3 separate regions of the Drosophila melanogaster genome follow, and all the other regions are linked to region 2. A link is a contact called in public Hi-C data. All regions are on one chromosome and are shown on one strand. The core of a region is the stretch at or near the end of the contact, and the rest is flanking DNA. Distances in the headings are between cores, read along the strand shown.

Region 1 (2,700 bases), core at 41-2,540, 2.8 Mb after region 2:
CCTTGCGCTTCTTCAAGGGGAAGAATCTCTGGTTCTTCAGCTGGTTCCGATCTTGGGGGGGCCCTTAGTCTCCTCGGTCTGCTCCATATGCGAATTGTGTCGTGAGACTCGCTGCAACTTTGACCCCCTTCAGTGGGCAAGTGATTCAATGTTGCACGCATCGTTTGGCTACGGGTGAATAGCTCTAGAACCCTTGGGAAAATCAGAGGAACTACGACTGACACTTGGGGGACACTCCCCCTTATTTAAAATAAACATCAAGGTAGTGGTAAAGCTTGTTCTAATCAGCTTACAAAGCCATTATTTGAATGCAATATTTAAAATAATGGTTGTGTTTTTAAAAAATGAGAGTTTTGCAGCTGCATTAGTTTCTGTTTCTTTTCAATGTGCCCGCCTCAGTTGCCCTGCTCCAAATGGCCATCGCCGTAGAAGTCGCCACACTTGCCCCCAAATCTAGTTGCAGTTTGCATGTTTGCCGGCACTTTCGATCCAATAGAGCTCCCCTCTTCCCCAATTTGCCCGCCTTGGAAACTTATGCACATCTTGTCGGCACATAAATTCTCATTACAAGTGGAAACGATGACGATGACAACGACTTGGCCTATGGCACTGAACTTTTGTGCTTAATTTTTTCGATATGCAATAAATTGAGAATGCCCAATGGGGATGGTTGGGGATAGCCAGTGGATGTCGATCGCGGATGGGAGATTCCTTGGGTTGACCCTTGTACCTCTAGGTATAAGTTAGGTGAGTTCTTTCGATGTCACTATCAGATGAGGCAATATATTACCATCTTTGCTATTTGATCGAAGGCATTAATAATACAATTAAATTGTATAGACTTTCGGATTGCAGATCCATGTGGGAGGTCAAAAGACATGTTGACCACGCTAGTCCAACAACCTCAACTAATATTCTGTTTCTAAGCCGTTGTGCCCCCTCTGCAAATATATATTCAATCAACTGGTGCTGCATTTATTACAGACGAGTTTTAAACCTGTGCACACACACAATTTCCAAGGGCCGTGGATATATGTTAGTTAAACAGGATGGAGAAGGAAGTCCAAGCAGCATCACTACTCTGCTGGCCGGATGAGCATTAATTGCGTTGATTGTCATCGCTGCTTGCTGCTTGTTGATGTTGCTGCTGTTGCTGATGTTGCTGCTGATGCTGATGCTGATGTTGCTGTTGCTGTTGTCGCTCTGCGTGCAATTGTTGCAAAAAGCTGCGGGCTGCGAATTGCAGTCGGTTCATTGGACTGGCGCAGTCAGCTTGCAACTTGCAACGTCAGTCGCATGCGCCGATGTCTAGGTAAAAGTTCTATGTTGCTGTTGCTGTGGCTTTTGCTGTTGTTGGTGTTGTTGTTGTTGATGTTGTTGTTTTGCTTTTTAGACACAATTTCCGGGTCATTGACTTGAAGCATTTCTTCATTGAATTGCGTATGTGACTGCAACTGTGTGGGTTAGTCCCGCGTTCTCAGTGTGAGTGTATATATGTGCAGCAACACGATCAATAAACGAGACAAGCAGCAACAACAACACCAGCAAGCACTACACCAATAACAACAACGACAACAACAGTAAAGAACACCAACAACATTGACAACCACACCAACAACAATCACAACAAACACTACACCAACAATAGCAACAACACCAATATCAACAACAACAGAAACAACAACAGAAACAACAACAACATACACGCACAACGACGACGGCGAGTTAGAAGAAATACGATAAAAAAAACAGAGACGAAGCAAGCGAAGAACTTTTATATTACCAAAGAGTGCTTTCAGAAAGTGCACTGAAAAAAAATCTATTTTAGATCAGAAGGATTAGTGCAATATTTGTAAAACCGTAATAGATCGATAATACAAAACCTTTATTGAATAAAAAAATTGACTACTTTATGATTATGCAAACTTATATCCAAACAAATCTCATTTTCTCTCTCTGTAGAAAGGGGGGAAGTGTTGAAGAAAGGGGCGGTACGGTGGGTGCTGAAGGGGTGTTGTTGTTCTGTTTACGACTTTGCCTCGATTTTTGTTGGAGGACGAATGCGTGTGCAGTGCAAGAGCAGAAAAACACAACAACCAACAACCCAGTGGAGGAACAACACAAGCAAAAACAACTGCACAACGTGCACAGTTAAAGAAAAAGGCCAAAGAATATGGTGGCACGAAAGGACGACTATCAGAATACTCATGTTTCATATTTTTAAAATTCCTTTTTGTGTTAAATGCATTTTCCATCAAATAGCTTCTCTTAATTTCTAGTAAACTTAATGTGTGAGCTTTTTGATCTGGCACAAACACCGTGTCAAAAGTATATACCCAATGACCCTTTCTGCCGGTTTTTCTAGGGTATGCAAACAACAACAACAAACACAGAGGCAACGAACGCAGATAAAACCATGCAACCGGCAAGGTAACAGCCCCAGAAGCGAACGAAAACCTCCGCTAGCCACCTGCCCCTGCCCCGCCCCACGCCTTTTCCCCGCCCCCTGATCACCACCACTTTGCTCCCCCCTCCCGTCAAGCAGGTAACCTGATCGCCACAAAACAGAAGAAACAGAACGGAGAGTGAGGAGGAGAAGCCGGAGCCAGCATATCAGGAGACGTAGTCTCTTCCCAGAGAGCACTGCTCGAAATTGGATACCCTTTTCAAAGTAACACGAATGTATTCTAAAATTGACTT
Region 2 (2,700 bases), core at 42-2,541:
GTTGCACATAAAGGAAGTTCGCTGGTATAGTGCAAATTGATAGGGTTTTACTATTGTTTTTGGATTGAATTATTTATTTAAGTTCAAAATGCAATGGTTAACATAACCACCCCACTCTGTTACTTGATACAACTGCTGATATACATATGTATGTAAGAAGATTTATGATTCGATTCCTCTAGTTTCTCCAAGTGCATTGCTGCTTCTTAATGATCGGTGGGCAGTATGCGCATCACGTGCTTCCTATTAGATCGCGGGTATTATCATTAGGTTCGGTGTGGTGTGCTTCGGTTCGGTTCGGTTCCGTTCGGGCCGACTTTCGACCAGGCCAAAAGCAATTACACCGAAAGGGGGAATTCTTTTGCCATCGAATCGGATCGCATCTACCGTACGATCGCTGACCATGCAGCCGGCTGGAAATGGAAATGGGTATGCGAATGGGAAGGAAAACGGTAATGCCAGTGCCAGTACCAGTGCCTCTGCCAGTCCCTCCACGTCATAGGTGTGCTCCTCAAGTGGTGGTATATCGCGGCCCTGCTGATAAGTTGTATTAATTATTTTTATGGTCTTGACGTTGCTCCGTTGGTGTTGTAAATAGTACAAACAGTCGGTCGAAAGTCCAAGAAGCTTTCGATTGGGAAATCTTGCTTGGTTTTCCCTTTGTTTTTTTTTTTTTTTCAATTTTCTTTCAGCGGATAGAAGAGGAACAGAACTCAATTTCCGCCTGAGGCCGACTCTTTTCCACCCGGTAAGTGCCAGTGCCATGTGATTCAAACTTGAGTATTTTCGTACCCTTGGCGTATGTTTGTGGCTACAGGGCTATGGCATCACATGTCATTTATAGTTGGGCCTACCGTCGTTGGCCTGTTGATAAGCCGTAGATTGAGCGCGTGCTTTGTGACTGGGCTGCTTGGGTCTGGTTGCTCCGGGCCTTATTCCGCGTCTACCGAGGGGTCCACACAGGTGTGTGTACACTTTCGAAATTCCAGAAATTCTTGCGTCAAGTAGCCGCCCCGAAAACCTTATCACTCAGACGATCGTCCATCCACTGATTCCTGAGTTGCTCCACTGGAGGGCCGCGAAAGCGACGAAAGCTTGTCAATGGATGGCATTGATACGGGGACAGTTGGCTGGATTGATTGGTTTGATTGTGGGCCATCGTAAATACACCTGGCGCCCGGTGTATTTCAGGGAAATTGCTAATCAGAAAGGTGCACAGGCTTAACCGAATAGAATTTTATATTATTAGATTAAATCAAGTAAATTTAAAGATCTCTTCAAGAAGAAAATCCATTCGAGTTCCATTCCCATAAAGATCTATATCTAGATTTAGTTCTAAACAGAAATTACTTCTAGCTACTGAAAACCACGATCAATCGGGCCTAATTTATTTCCGTTTTCGTGATATTTTCGAGCCAGTTGGGGATTGTCCCATTTGGCATTTGATATGCATGCAGCCGACCGATACAACACTCCTCCGCTTTTGGATCCAGTAGATCCCCCCAGCGATCTGCGGCCATAAATAACCAGTAAAGCCTATGGAATTTCCTATAAATAAGTTCATGACGAATGTAACAAAAATTCCCCGAGCAACCTTAGCCCCGCGCCCTTCTTTACAAATGTGTGTGTGTGTTGTAAATGACCTCGTTCACATAAAGTTCAGAAATTCCATTTACAAACTTGTAATTGAAAAAATCCACACACACACGAGCGAGATTGTCTAGAGACAAAGTCAAACACGTTGGAATTTTTGTTTTTTACCGTTCAATGACGAATTTTACAGAGTGTGTGTGTGTGTGTGTGTGTGCGTTGTTTACGAAAAACAAAAAACAGAACGCCACCAGCTACAAACACACAAAGAAAAACAAAATAAAAAATAAAAAAAAACGAAAATTCCAAAAAGACACTTACGAAAGCCCCGCAACATTTTTTATTGTTCCGTAGATTACAACACATAGGAAAACGCGAGAAGAGCTGAAAAATTTTCGTTGTCGAGGAGGAGAGTGCGCTTCACACCGATATATCAGTATACTGATGTGACAAAATGCAAAAGTAGCACAGATACAAATGCAGATAGGGATACTCTTCTCGCAGTCTTCGAAAAAGAAGGCGTCTGGAAGGGGATCGACTGGAAGGGGCAGTGTCGGTTTGTTTGTGGAATGCCGTTTTGTAAGTTTCTTATGCATGCGACTTCAAACATAGTTCGGCATCGAAACTTTCTAGCACACCGACACACATACGAACGCGATCCAGCCGACACACACACACACACGCACGCAGCCACACACTTAAGCGACTTTCGAAAGGTACAACTTTTTACGAAGTCGCTGCCTCGGCCGCTGTGCAGCCGACGCCACTGCCGCTGCCGCTGTCGCTGCCTCTGTCGACTTCGAATTCCAACGCCAAGATGAAAGATCGGCGCAAAAGAAAAGAAATATTCATTCAGTAAAATTTCATAGCTGCAGCCGCATGGTTGTGCCGCTCTCGCCTGCTCTTGCTTTTCGCGCAACAAACCGAAACGAGAAACACATAAATATAAAAGTGTGAACATTGGCGTACATATAAAAACTTAAAACTTAACTTAACTTGAGCAACATGAAACAAATAAACACGGGAAAGCGGTTCCAGCGAAGAGGTTCCAAGGAGAGCAGACACAACCGCATTCCAGAAAGTTTAAATAACGCTGGAAGGAGGGGGAAA
Region 3 (2,700 bases), core at 53-2,552, 2.4 Mb after region 2:
ATTCATTTGCTTCCATTGCAGTCAAAAATCTTGCCGCGTGTGGTGGACAACGGCTACAAGGGCTTTGGGCATGTGCATCCTACTGCCTTCGGTCCGGATTGGGCCAACACAGAGATACCCATTGCTGCCTCTTTAAGTGACCAAACAGCAGCCATTTGGGGCTCGCAGTGTTTCCAGAAGAACGACGTCAAGGTCACAATGGGTACTGGTGCGTTCCTTAATCTGGTAACAGGCGATCGTTGCCAAGCTGTCATCTCTGGCATGTATCCATTGGTGGCCTGGCAGTTCAAGAAACCAACCAGGCAGCAGGGAGCTGTCTACTGCATTGAGGGAGCATCCCATGACTTTGGCACCGTGGTCACTTGGGCGCAATCGTGCGAGCTCTTCGATAGTCCAGCGAACACCTCAGATATTGCACAGTCCGTTCCAGATACGAACGATGTGTTCTTCATGCCGGCCTTCAGTGGCCTGGGGGTATGTTTTTTAAAGCACTTTTGCAACTGGTTCAAGATTACCTAATCCCCATCTTATCTTTGACAGCCCCCGGTGAACGATTATCGGTCAGCAAGTGGCTTTATTGGCCTCACTCCGTCCACCACCAAAGCCCACATGGTGCGGGCTCTGCTCGAGAGCATAGTATTTCGTCTGGTGCAGCTGATCGAGGCCGCTGAGAAGGAGACCTCTCAGAAGCTTCATATGATTAGGTATTTCTGTCTATCCATCTTAACCAATTTTACATTGCACTTATTTTCTTCTATTTTAGGGTTGATGGCGGCGTCTCCCGCAATGACTTCGTCTGCCAATTCCTTGCGGATCTCAGCCGACTGCGGGTGGAGCGGGCGGACAATGCGGAGAGCAGCATCATGGGAGCCACGTTCATGGCGGGCATCAACCTCGGAATCTGGCGCGATGTGAACGATCTCAAACGTTTCCGGAAAGTGGCGCGAGTCTTTGAACCGCGTCCCAAGGAGTACGAAACCATTGCCAACCGGATGGACAAATGGAGCCGGACGATTGCCCGGTTTAGTGACTGGTATTAGGTTAAACTTTTATTCTCTGTCTTTGTTATTTGTTATTCATTAGTCACTTAGAAGGCTAGGTAGTTGGTAAATAAAATGCTGAATTTATATATTACATACGTTTTTATGGGCTGTGGAATATATATATATTTTAAATGACATATTTAAGTGCTAATCTTCGAAGCTGAATAATAAATTTCAAATATATTAACCAACAATCAGCTTGCCGCCGATAACCGATAACGAAGCACTGTTATTGTCATCGCTAACCATACCGGGTGTGGTGACACTGATTTTGGGGCTTAGCACGCTGCACGTTTGTTTTTATTTTGATTTTGTTGGTGCACAAATCGCAGTAGAATGGCAAAAACGAAGAAAAATGTAAGGGCCAAGGCGAAAAGCGTGGTGGGGGCGGCCAAGCAGAAGGCTCAGGACATGAAGGCCAAGCTGCGCGAGGATCGTCTGCTCCACAAGACCCTTACGCCCAAGAAGACGACCACCAAGAAGGAGAAATCCGAGGCGAAACACAAGAAGCTGCTCAAGAGATTCGCCGAAGCGCGTAAGAAACGCAAGGAGGAGCACAAGAATCGCGAGAAGACCAAAGTTGTCGGAGATCTAAAACCACTGCGGGATGCCCTACCCTCGCTGCAGGACATCTACAAGCTGGTGAAGACCAAGCAAAAGGATGTCTCCGAGGGGGCAGCCCTCACAGAACCAGAGGTCCGACTGAGTGCCAACGAGAAGATCCGGAAAAAACGCACTGAAATGGTCAACACCGTCAAGTCCTTCGAAAAGCTCATCAAAGACAAGAACTTCAAGAAGAATCCCCGCGAAGTCATCGCCGCCCATGTGCGCAACAAGTACCAGGCGATGGAAGAGGACGACTACGAATAGAAGCCTCAAATCAGCAGATTAATTATTTTTAGGTATAAACATAAATAATACAAGGATTGTAAAGAAATATACGATGACGCAAGTATGTTAGTCCAAAACTATGAAAAACGTTACTAATTGAGCACTGTAAAATAAACTGTGCATATCTAGAACAATTTATGATCAATGTTTAGAGCTAAAAAATTCAGTTGCCCCCAAGAAGAAAACAGGTGGATTTTGTTTATTAAGAAGTATCTTTATTATATATGCATTAGGTATAGTTATCATTTAACGATGCATATAAATATTACACGTACGAATGTAAGTTGTAAGCATTAAATCGTAAGAGGGTCAACAGAACGAGGATTAGACAAGATTCGAACGTGAGGACTTTTGGGGGGATCTTTGCATTTTACGGCCCGGGCTATGTGATCGTAGTTAGTCTATCGCTACGTTATATCATAGAGCGTTCTATATGCGCCTGCTTAGGGTTCGAATTTCAACTTGGTGTTGTTCTTCTTACAGTGAAAACGGAGCCGTGGACTCGAGGTCCTTGCGTCCGGACAGTTAATCTACGGCTATTTTATGGTTATTATCGGTATTATCGCGTTAGCGTGGGCTGGCTCCTTCCTGTGAGATCATTAAACGCTAGTCAAACACACATCAGTCGTCTTGTCCATCGTATCGTATCCATTTCGCCACCAGCACTAACAGTAGAGTTAACATAGCTATTGAAAGGTGTCTCCATAAAATGGCGCTATCTCATCTCATGTACAAAATGTAGCCGAATCTACACTAAACTTAGGTT

What was found. A called contact is a pair of places that touch in the nucleus more often than the background predicts.
Region 1: a contact with region 2 is called in a Hi-C map of the Kc167 cell line, with 2.4 times the contacts expected there. A contact is called at or near these places in 3 of 107 Hi-C or Micro-C datasets (the Kc167 cell line, the ML-DmBG3-c2 cell line and the S2 cell line) and 2 of 7 datasets of targeted methods (both in the Kc167 cell line).
Region 3: a contact with region 2 is called in a Hi-C map of the Kc167 cell line, with 2.2 times the contacts expected there. A contact is called at or near these places in 4 of 107 Hi-C or Micro-C datasets (the Kc167 cell line, embryo and eye imaginal disc) and 1 of 7 datasets of targeted methods (the Kc167 cell line).

What each region holds. Positions count from the first base shown.
Region 1 is chr3L:3,392,798-3,395,497 of dm6, forward strand. lncRNA:CR45737 (long non-coding RNA:CR45737) reads left to right here and starts at 1,291. Exons shown (of 1, transcript NR_124771.1): 1 at 1,291-1,810.
Region 2 is chr3L:637,277-639,976 of dm6, forward strand. lncRNA:CR43423 (long non-coding RNA:CR43423) reads right to left here and starts at 1,292. Exons shown (of 2, transcript NR_048210.1): 1 at 855-1,292; 2 at 210-537. lncRNA:CR43334 (long non-coding RNA:CR43334) reads left to right here. Exons shown (of 1, transcript NR_048209.1): 1 at 1-2,700.
Region 3 is chr3L:3,053,777-3,056,476 of dm6, forward strand. It overlaps CG16753, which reads left to right and starts at 1,303. Exons shown (of 1, transcript NM_139507.3): 1 at 1,303-2,066. The coding sequence starts at 1,380. The coding sequence ends at 1,913. It overlaps CG1271, which reads left to right. Exons shown (of 4, transcript NM_206259.2): 3 at 22-474; 4 at 541-1,130. The coding sequence ends at 915. It overlaps CG32486, which reads right to left. Exons shown (of 8, transcript NM_139508.3): 8 at 2,132-2,700.